Linked DNA regions of Mus musculus: region 1 is linked to region 2. A link is a contact called in public Hi-C data. All regions are on one chromosome and are shown on one strand. Each heading gives the region's core, a stretch centred on a gene start, on an enhancer-like site or on the middle of the called end of the contact. The rest is flanking DNA. Distances are from core to core; before and after follow the strand shown.

Region 1 (5,678 bases), core at 498-2,997, 250 kb after region 2:
AGTATGTGCAGCTCCTGGTTACAGGAGAGTTGAAGGGGAGGGGAAGGAGGCTTCTCTGATCACCTTCCGAATCCTGGAAGTACTGAACCTTTGGTGATAGTTGGGGAAGGTATTCCTTCCTTGCCTAACTCCTTTCCATACTTTGCTTGGCCTCTAAGGACATTTTTTTCCAGGATAGAAATAAAGTGGCCTTGAGAGGAGACATGTGGGTCCATTGTTTGAAGCCCACTTGAGATTTTGTTTTACAGTACGTAGAGACAAGGGAGGGAGATAGAGAACAAGAGATGGGGGGGGGGTGAGAACAGGATCATGAGTGTTCTCACCCTTGAGAGTTTGATAGCATGGCTGTGGGTTTGAACCCAAATTCCCACCCTCACCCTTGCAATATGCTGGACGCTTCCAGGGAGCAGCTGTCCCTCTCTTATCTTGTCTCTCCATGACTTGTATCAGCACTGGTAGTGTCCAGCTCAGAGTTGTGAGGAGAAATAAATGAGTTTTTTCCATCTAGAAAAAATGAAACATTAAATGATTAAAGTAAAAGTAAAATAAGAAAAAAAAAGTAAAATAAGATGCTAGTGTGTTACTCACTACCTGAGCACCAGATACTAAGGGCTTGTGAATGTCCAGTTTCATTTCTATGGCTTGCTACCATTATAATGGAGCCTATTGCCTATTGTCAAGGCTTTGGACCCTCTCCTTCAATGCTTTACTGAGTTGGAAGATACACGTGAGTTATTTTGTCTCTTTCACTGTATATATAAAATCATGCTCCAAGGCTCAAACTATATTAGATATACAATTACATATACGCTTAAATATACATATATGTATATACATATGTTTTATGTATATATATAAAACACATTAGTGCACACATATATTATCTGTTATCTATATGATAATATGTGCACATATATAAAATATTTGTGTATATACATATGCACATCTATGTCTACATTATATATATATATATATACATACATACATATATATACATATATATATATATATATATGATCTATGTGTAGTTTGGAATCCTAGGTGACCCCACAGCTTTCAGTTCTTAGTTTGGCTTTTTAGACCTTTCACTCTGTTCTTGTTTATGACCCAAGGACCTTACAAGGCTAAAGTGCTAATGTCCATCAGTCCTGGCTTCATGCCTCTCCCTAGCTCCTTGACACTCACTTCTTTGCCAACTGCTGCTGCTGCCCTGAGATCACAGTGTTGGAGGTAGAAATTCCTCCCAGTGCTGCCTGTGGTGACACCACATTGTGTGTCACTAGGCAGCTGAGTGATCTACTGGCTGAAATTCCATCTTTTTCCAGGATGAAGTTAATCCACGTTCATCCATGTGCTTCCTGGTGCTAAAGCCCTAGTAAGATCTTCTCGAGCCCCTGCCTCAGAGGATTCTGACTCACTTGGCATCTGGCCTCACGTCTCCTAGACACCCTCTAAGCCATGGGCCCCTACACAGGTTATTGGTGCTTTAAGTCTTATTCTACATCTGGTATAACTTTTATAATGCAACTTTTATTGTGAACTAGTAGTCAGGCCAGTCATGCTACCCCAATCTTACAGTTGAGGAACCAGCAGGCATCTCTGCTCTATATTATCATACAGCTAATCCTTGGGTCCTGGAAGTGCTGCCTGTCATCTGACTCAGAAGTCTTGTTCTATGTTCTGTCTCTTGATGTAGTGAGAGAGCTGAAGACACGTGGCACTTTTGGCTACAAGCCCAATGACTTTTAGTGTTGTGCCAGGCCCTGCTCTGAGCTGAAACCAGAAGTCACAAGCTCAAAGCCTGCATGTCGTAGGAAGCTGCCAGGGGCATTGATGTTGGGGGCCAGAGATAACTGTGTCAGTGAACTAGCTTTGAAATCTGCCAAGGGAGAGGATGGAGCCTAACCCTTTACAGGACATGTGTTTTACCTTAGAAGGACCTGTGGGAGGCTAAGGTTCAGTATTGCCAAATAGATTGAAAATGCCATGCACTGGGGACTTTAGGGAAAATTACTACTTGAGAGTACTAATACTCTGTGTGTGTGTGTGTGTGTGTGTGTGTGTGTGTGTGTGTGTGTGTGTGCATGTTAGCTATAAAAACACATATGTCAGGAAAATTATTCAGACAAGCTACCACTTCTGTACTTCTGCTGTAGACTATTTTATATCTTGATAAACTATTTTGTTAAAGTGATTGATAAACATAATTAGTCTATGTTTGTTTGGTGGGTATATTTTACAAAGCTACCTTAGCTACCCAGGTACATAATGGCCATCCAACCAGGGACACAATGACGAAGACAGCTTGACTTATGGTGGATAGGGGAAAGTAAATCAGGTGGGGGATGTTGGTTTAATAGTAGCACTGGTTTGGAAGGCCCTATGGTTGAAATACCTGAGAGTAAGCCTCGTGGCTGAGCAAGAGAAAGGCTCTGCTCTTCCAATCATTCCCAAGGTGGTATGAAGCACACACTTCAAAGGGACAACCTCAGGTATGAGTCTGCAAAATTCCCAGGGTAGGACATGGGACCAAAGTGACCCCATAAATGCTAGTCATGGGGCCAGCTCTATCTGTGAATCCCAAAGAAAGATAAAAACATGTGGACTTGTCTGTCCAAAAATTATCAATAGTTTTTACTTATTTATTAATTATGTGATATAAAATTATATATTTACATAATATGTATAACATATTATATCTGAAATAAATATTAATATTAATAATAATAATAATAAACACAGAGAAAGAAGAAGATACACTTAATGGAGAGCCCATCAGAACATCATGCTGAGTGAAGTGACTGTTCAGCCTAAACATCCTTGAAGTCTGATCTGGGAAGATATCATTAGCTAGTGGAGTCAGTAATTTCTGAGCAGTTACTATGTGTTTGACATGACCTAAAGTCATGCCTATTTTTTTCCTATTTATTTATTTATAAATTTCCCTGTTGTCTTCTCTATAGCCTCATGGAGCAGATATGTGTATGATTCCATTCAACAGGAAAGAAAAATGAGGCACTGAGATATCAGGTCACTTGTTCAAGAGGTTGCTGGAGAATGGCAGGCTCCCACTTAACCCAGGCAGTCTGACTCTGAAACCCACAGTCGGAGCTGTCTGATCATTTCTTTCTACCACATTATTTTAGATTGCATTAGTCTCCACTTGATCTGAAATTCTTCCTCCATCTGGCCTACATGGAGCACCCAGAACTCCCCAGAGCCAGGCACAGGGACCACACCTTAGCCATCACACTCCCAAAGCTAAGGAGGCTGAGGTTCCCACATCAAGACAGGTGGCCTGCCTGTGTTGAGAGGTCTGTGAAGGGAGTTCACTGGAGGACATTCCTGCCTGCCATCATTCTGTCACAAAGGCCCCGGTGACAGAAAGCACAGGGCTTTATTCTCTGATTTGGACTCTGCAAATCAGTCTGTTGATTTGCTCATATTACCCTGCCCTGCCTGACTCAGCATTTTCTGACCCCAGCTTTGTAACTGATCTTTTTCCCTGCCACATGGTGTCAAGAGAGCCAGGTACCCCAGGAGACCTGAGGCTGCAGGTGATATCTCTTGAGAACAGACAGGTGCCAACTCTTGTGCAGGCATATGCTTTCTGGCTAGCTTCTGCTCTTGTCATAGAGAAGTGACCTGTGCCGATGTGGTCCAGTCTTTCTGAAGTACTCTTGTAGATTCTAGGTTTTAAATGACAAGAGAAAGACTGATGTGACAATTTAATTCATAAAGATGTTGAAAACAAAGAGAAAAAGGTGGCCTGCTCTTGATCTCTTGGGAAATGATTTAGTTTTCTCTCTCTCTCTCTCTCTCTTTATTTAGATATTTTCTTTATTTACATTTCAAATGCTCTCTCCTTTCCTGGTTTTCCCTCCGAAAACCCCCTATACCATACCCCTCCCCTTGCTCACCAACCCACCCACTCCTGTTTCCCTGTCCTGGCATTCCCCTACACTGGGGCACTGAGCCTTCTCAGGACAAAGGGCCTCCCCTCCCATAGATGTACAACAAGGCCATCCTTGGCTACATATGCAGATGGAGCCATGGGTCTCTCCATGTGTACTCTTTGGTTGGTTGTTTAGTCCCTGGAAGCTCTGGGGATACTGGTTGGTTCATATTGTTGTTCCTCCTAGGGGGCTGCAAGCTCCTTCAGCTCTTTAGGTCCTTTCTCTAGCTCCTCCATAAGGGACCTTGTGCTCAGTCTAAAGGTTGGCTGAGAGCATCCACCTCTGTATTTGTCTGGCACTGTCGGAGTCTTTCAGGAGACAGCTATATCAGGATCCTGCCAGCAAGCACTTGTTGGCATCCACAATAGTGTCTGGGTTTGGTGACTGTATGTGAGATGGATCCCCATGTGGGGCAGTCTCTGGATGACCTTTCCTTCAGTCCTTGCTCCACACTTTGTCTCTGTATCTCCTCCCGTGGCTATTTTGTTCCCCCTTCTAAGAAGGTGACAATGATGATGGTGGTGGTGATAGTTAGTTAGTCACAGCAAACAAATGTTAGGGTCTTACTGTGTTCTGGGCCTAACACATACTGAATGTTCTGATGGAGCTATCCCATGTCTGTTTGACAGAGATATATCCCTGATGCTCAAATCACTTAGGGTATATTTTTCAAGTTATAGTAAATTAGAGCTCAGACAATTTACATTCACTTACTCCCCTTAATGAAACATTCAAGGCTGGATACTGTAAGCACTGGGTTGAGGATTTGTGAACTCATTTGGCTCCTGCTCATGTTCTCTCTGGCTGTTTCTTTGGGGACTGAGTGAAGAATGCTAAAATGAGAGTCACAAGCAGAAACACGAGTGAGAACTGAGCATCTGCTTGCCACTCCTGCTTGTCTTATATCTCTTGACACCATGCCCCAATCAAACTCCAGACCCACAGACCCCCTCTAAAGCCCTGTGGCCCTTTGTTTAAATCCCCGCGCTCAGTCCCTCCTGGAACTTGCAGATATTCTAGTCTCTGCCAGAACGACTTTTTCTATTCCCCTTGTCTGATTAATGTCCCCTTTCCACCCCCTCCTCTTGGTGTCACATTATAAGGGATTTGCCCCACCCCCAACCTCCCACTGGGTCTGGCTTCTCACTTAGCAATGCAGCTTCCTTCCTAATGGTGGTCAAGGCTGTAGTCGGACACTTGCCTTCATTGGTTAATTCATCGGACTCTACGCATGCAAAAACAGGGAGAGCTTGTCTTCTTTTGATTGGTTTTGCATCTCTGCCACCTAACCCGTAGTGTGGATTTAAAAACTGTCTATTGAAGAATTGAGTAAACAGGAAGATGTAGATGTGTGTCAGTTCTTTGTATGTGGTGACAGATTCCATGTGAGCTGGTCCCTAAATCCATGCATAGGGCAAGGGGGACAGGGTATTATGATCACAGCCAGGATCAGGATCCTGAAAGTATGGATGGCCACATCAAAGACTTCACAGGTCATCATTGTGCCAAAGTGGTCACAGACACTGTGTGAGCAAGCCTGGCTGTGTTTTAGTAAAAGCATATTTATAGACTCAGTGACTTGAATTCCACGTCATTTATTTGTATCACGGAATATTTTTCTTCTTCAAACTTTTGTCTACAACTGCTTAAAATGTGAAAATGGCTCTTAGACTATGTCAGTTGTACAAATATAGGTTGCCTGTTAGATTCAGGCCATAGGCT
Region 2 (5,884 bases), core at 2,879-5,378:
CAGATTCCCAGGAGTCCTGCCTGACCCCCACCCACTCAGCTAGCTGCACTCTGAGTTTTGTGTTTATTGATGGAGCCGGTGGGCCAGCCTGTGATTCTGAGAGCAGTGGGGAACAGCCTGGCATTGGAGTACATTTTCTAGTGCATTGGGAATGCCTAGACTTGCCTGGTCCATCACCTTCCTTGGTGCTGGAAAGGAAAAACTGCACTCAGTGCAGGCAGGGGCTCACAAAGGAAAGAGGAAATACCAGCCCTGCTTCTTTAAATAGCACAGGGCTATTTAGGACTGGCCAGGGTGACAATAACACGCAGTGGGGAGGTTGGGTAGGAGATGTCAAAGGAGACAGCCTGGTTGAAGACTGGGGTAAAAATGGATATGGAAAGGGGTGATTCCCAGAAGACAGGACATGTGCATGCATGAGTTTTGAAGAAGAGATGACAATTGACTCATGATGAGGCAAAGAATGAGCTGTTCCAGCAAGGAAGAACATACGCAAACCACAGGGGCATGAAGTCCCTGAGGCACAGCAGGCTTTCCTTTGGAGTGGCCATAAGAGCTATGACATCATATCTCTATCCTTCCCTACAGCCACCCTTTTGTTGTGAACTCAAGTACACACACACACACACACACACACACACACACACAGACACACACACACACACACACACACACACACACACACACACGCCACACCTATGTTGAAGATTTAGCAGATTGACTAGTGCTCAGTAATTGTGGGTAGCTGAACTGTTGTAGACAGAGAGAAAACATTACAGCCCCAGGCTGGGGGTGTAGCTCAGTTGGTAGGGTGCTTTCTTAGCCTATGCTGGCTTCAATCCCTAGCACTGTAGAAGTGGTGCATGGTGTTGTCCACCTGTAACCTCAGCACTGGGGAAGTAGAGGCAGGAAGAACAGAAGTTCAAGGTTATCCTTAGCTACATAGCAAGTTCAAGGCCAGCTTGCCTATATAAGACCCTGACTCATAAACAATCATTACAGATTATTTTTAAGTCTTCTTAATAACTAATAATCAACTATCCCTGTCTCTGACCTAACATTATTCTAACTTCAAGTGAGACCCTGAGTGTGTATTAACACACGACCAGCTTTCACCAAGTTAAAAGCTAAGCACGTCATCAGAGTGCCTCTGAAATCTACAGCAGGGATAGCCTGCCCCCTTTGCTGGAACCTGCCCACCTGATGTCCCCACTGAAGTTTTGAGTATATGCATTTTTCTATGACATTCTTTTGTTCTGTGACTATAGAGTCCATGTTAGCAGTAAACAGGAAAAATACTTCATTTGGGGCAACCCAAGTCTGTGTTCCTGATCCACGGTCACTTGTATTTGGCTCAGAATAAACTTTCCTTCCCTCTGGAGCAAGAGTTGAGCTTGGATCAATACGTACTGGTGACTCTTCTGTTTCATACAGTCCGTCAGAGTGAGATCCATCTAGAAGGACTCTGAGTAAGTTTCTGTATATCAACTAATTTACGGTATCATTAGCTATTCTGTCCATTTCACAGGTAAGGAAACTGAGGTCAGGATATCTCAGTGAGTAGCAGAACCGTGATTTGCTGTGCCACAGTAACAATCACTGTTCTGAAGATGGACTGCTTTGTGCCTCACAGGAGGGGTGAGACTGGGAGAGCTGAGACTGAGAAGTCTGAGGAGACTTTGAGGATTTTCCTTCCTCTCACAGAACTCAGACTCTATACCAGGGCAATCATAGGCATGAACATTAGAAGGAGGAAGGATACAGATAGAAACTACTCCTGAAACCAAGATTATCTGCAGAACTCGTAAATGCCTGAATACCTCCAACCAGCTGGGTGTGGCCAGACCAAAAGCTGGCCATCCGTGAACAGTGAAGAACTCTGTGTAGGGTTGGCTTCTAAAAGCACCTGCAAAATTTCCATGCCCGTGGTTATGCTCCCTCACCCTGTGACACTGGGACTGGCTGCCGTGGTTGACAGAAAATATCCATTGTCCATTGAAGTGACGTGTTGGATCCAAGGGAGGCTGATGCGCATTACATCCGGTACAACAGTGAAGAAGCAGGTAATAGCAGAGAGCCCACGACAAGCTGGATAGTGAGCAGTCACACGTGCAGGAACACTCCTGGTCCTGACCTTTAAAAGCCACTGTTGTCTCAGGATTGGAACAATGGAACAGGTGCTCATGAATGTGGATAAATGAGCCTGCTGTAACAAGCACAGCTGAAGGTATACAAGCCCGAGAGAGAACTCTACATCACCAGCCCCCAGTATTCACTGTTTTCTATCCACAAGCGAGACTTTCCCCTTAGCACCTAATACCTGGAACATTCCAGTGCTCTAGGGAAAACTCTACACGCACCCATTATGAATGATTCCATTCTAAGTTGCACCCCATTTAAACCTGTTCCTGAACTTGGCCATTCAGGCTATTTTTTCAGGCATTAGAAGCTATAAAAAATTAGGAGCAGGGATCCTGAAAAGGCAATAGAGCTGGTGGGTGAGGCTCTGGAAGCACGCCACAACTTCTAAAGACCATCTCAGAACCACTTGTCTGTGGGTTACTAAACCACCCTGTGCCCCTGTTCCATAAAAGGCTCAATTGGTTTGGAGTTGTTGCTACGGAAACATTATACAAAGCCACTCATTTAAAACAAAATGCAAGCTCTTGATAAGTGGAGTGCACCTGGCTTGTAGGTAGCTAGTTCCCACAGTGACTGGCCATGTGCTCTAAGAAATGAGCTCTAGCCAAGCCTTTGAAGGTACTCCCACAGGCTCCACCCACACTCAGCTCAGCCCTTCTGTAGTTCAGTTGGTCCTTGGGATGCAGCCTCGAAGTGGAATCTCTAGGTCAGTGTCTTCGATACTGTTCTACTGCTACGAACAAACACCATGACCAAGGCAACTCCTACCTATGAAAGAAAAGCATCTAATTGAGGGCTTAATCAGAGTTTTTAAGCATTAGTTCATGATCATCATGGCAAGAAGCAGATAGGCATAGTGCTGGAGCAGTAGCCAAGAGCTATACAGCCTGATCTGAAGGCAACATGCAGAGAGAGAGAGAGAGAGAGAGAGAGAGAGAGAGAGAGAGAGAGGCTTTTGAACCCTTAAAGACCACCCCCCAGCAACATATGTCTTTCAACAAGGTCACACCTTCTAATTCTTCTACTCCTTCTCAAACAGTTCCACTCCTTGGTGACTAAGCCAGTCAATAGAATTATCTGGGGCCAGGACACCCTTAAACCACCACAGTTGGCCTAAAAATTGTATAGACTGTGTCTTTGAGCATCCCAGCAGCATGAAAGGAACAAGAGACTGCAACCCATCTTCATCAGCCAGAAGACAAACCCAGGAACACCCATGTTACCAGATGCCATTGTGAATATTCCTGTCCTTCCCAAATGGCCTCCTTCTGAGTGTGTGTCTAGGCATTAGCAGATGACCAGTTCATCACCTGAAAGCTCCAGATACCCAGAAGAGAAAGCCAGATAATCCCTCAGCTGCAAATCTCTGGAGAATGGCCCTCACCCAGGAGAAAGGTACCTGGCCCCCAGAGCACCCCACTTATCAAGGCTTATATTTTATTTTAAATCTATGGCAATATATTATGTCTTTACCGAGAACTCCAAACCGCACATGCCACAGCCTCCACAAAGCCAAAACTACACTCTGTGCCTGCCACTGACTGGTGATTCTATTTTTCCCTGCCTGGGCTAACAGAAGCATCCCAGAGGTATGGGGCCTGCTGACTCCTTTCACCTTCCACACCGAACAAAGCCCCAGGGCTGGAGGCACCCCTGAGTGCCTGCCAAGAAACGGAGCTTGGGATGTACAGACAGCCACAATAGCTATCTCCTTTTCCTACTCATTCTCCACTAGGCTCACTCATTAAATTGCCCTTACCAGCTAATCCTTCACTACCTGACAGCCTTGCGAACATGCAAAGATTCTCCCTTGTTTGTGGCTCCCCTCTTCCAGGGAAGGGGCACCTGCTCTTGACACTGCCCCACTCTTCTCAAAGGCTATCAACAATGAAAATTCCCCAAGCTCCCCCCCCCCCTCCAGGTCAGTATCTGCGGGCCGCCAACATGCCCTCTTATCTCAGTTACGGAAAGTCTTGCCTGCAGCCTGTCTCTGGTCTGGCTGATAACACAGCCTGTTGTTTTTAGAGGAAATAACTTAGCACTGAGAGCTTCCATGCACATGTCTCTGCCTGAATGTGTGGAGGCAGGGACAGTCCCAGCCCTCTACAAGATCATAGTTCCTACTAAGGAGGAAACATGCCCATCATGAGTCGTGACCAACAGTCCCTCTCTCTTCCCTCCAACCGTTTCTCACCCATCAGCAGTGGGGTCGGGCTCCCCACAGACACCTGAACAGACCTCAGGTGCACCCACAGTTGCAAACCTCCATACCCTGGTGCCCTTGCCCACTATCCTGCCACTTTGATGCATACTTCCTTCTTCCCCTCAGCCACTCCAGGCTAGGACATGAACTCTCTGGGACACCGTCTAGATATATTCAATAACTCAAAGCACTTTCAGACACACGGGGGTAACTAGTATTTGTCAAGTGATGTTGGGAAGACAGCTGTGTTTAAATTAAGGCGTCCTTGCTAATGCAGCTCAGCTAGGTAGATTTAAGACACGAAAAGAAAGTTCTCAAGTCTCCCTCCCACTCCGAACTCAGGACAAGAAGCCATGTACTGTGTTTTCACATGCATGCATATTCAGGCATTGCTAGGTATTGTTGGTATATTTTTTTAAAAAAATAAGATTGTCTGTGGGTGATGTGGATCATACACAGGAGTCATGGGGAGCAAGGGAGAGGTGTTCATCAACAAAATGCAGCTGGCCATTGCCAGAGCTAGAGACCTGTAACCATGGGAACAAACACTTTCGTATTGTTAAAGTTTGTAGGTGAGATGTCCTCATCTTATAGTCTTACATGTTTGAATGATTGATTCCTAGCTGGCGACCCCATTTGGGGAGTTATGGAACCTTTAAGGAGTGGCTGTGGAACTCTCTCTCTCTCTCTCTCTCTCTCTCTCTCTCTTTCTCTCTCTGTGTTTATGGGTTATAGCTCAGCTCTAGTTCCTGCCATAACTCTCTTTCCAGCTTCTACATCTATCTGACCTGCCTAGATGTGAGCAAGCATCCACTGCTATATCTGAAGCCATTCCCACCCACCGTGTCTTCACAATCATGCATATACCCAGGACTCCTTTGTGCCTGCCACACCATTCTCCCCTGGGAGGCGTCAAGGCACGCTGCTGGACGATGACTGTAGACAACAGCCAGCCCATCTTCAGATCTAGATGTGTAAGACGCAAAGCAAGCGAGTCTCATCAGGCTTGTCCTCAGAGGCCGCATGTAACACTTGGCCTACAGAGCAGCAATGTCAGGCTGGGTCGTACTTGTACTGACAATCACGTGTCATGGGGAAGAACTTTCACAATTCAGATGTCTCTTCTCAATATCCAGGAGAACTGCAAAGTTCTCTATCACAAGCCTGCTCTGAACTTCACAGGGAGAATGGTTCCCCTCTGAGGAAGCTGCTCCACCAGGCAGCCAGGAAGGCCACGCTACAAAGAGTCTAAGAAAACAGGGCGACACCCCCTGGCTTTGCTACTCAACCCACAGAAGAGTCTGGAAAACAGCACATGTCTCATCCCCTGTGAGATCCCTGAACATAATTCCAAAGGATGGAAAGAACAGCGTATTTTTCTCACCCATCAATGCAACCCACAGCACAGCCTTGTGGGAGAGTCTGGAAAAGCTAGCACATCTTCCTCAGACAGGAAAAACAGCCACTTACCTCAGGAAGCCGAGCCACTGTCTGCCCCTGGCTCACAGATACAACTGCCCGGCCCCACAGCTCTGGCTC

What was found. Hi-C and Micro-C count contacts between places; a contact is called where the count stands out from the background.
Region 1: a contact with region 2 is called in a Hi-C map of liver, with 4 times the contacts expected there. The contact joins two enhancer-like sites. A contact is called at or near these places in 1 of 15 datasets of contacts at CTCF or cohesin (the NIH/3T3 cell line), 2 of 484 Hi-C or Micro-C datasets (bone marrow-derived macrophages and liver) and 5 of 115 datasets of contacts at active chromatin or transcription factors (CD8 T cells, embryonic basal ganglia, extraembryonic endoderm stem cells and 2 more).

The regions. Positions count from the first base shown.
Region 1 is chr15:67,403,979-67,409,656 of GRCm38.p6, forward strand. No RefSeq gene overlaps it. Among named protein-coding and RNA genes, the nearest start is that of 1700012I11Rik, 180 kb to the left of the region's middle. Within about 2 kb of position 1,748, at least 34 of the 459 cell types and tissues checked have an H3K27ac peak or open chromatin away from gene starts, as enhancers often do. A contact at or near this core is called in liver and regulatory T cells, where this site is marked.
Region 2 is chr15:67,147,228-67,153,111 of GRCm38.p6, forward strand. St3gal1 (ST3 beta-galactoside alpha-2,3-sialyltransferase 1) reads right to left here. Exons shown (of 9, transcript NM_009177.4): 2 at 5,816-5,884. Among named protein-coding and RNA genes, the nearest start is that of Gm31400, 20 kb to the right of the region's middle. Within about 2 kb of position 4,129, at least 59 of the 459 cell types and tissues checked have an H3K27ac peak or open chromatin away from gene starts, as enhancers often do. A contact at or near this core is called in liver and regulatory T cells, where this site is marked.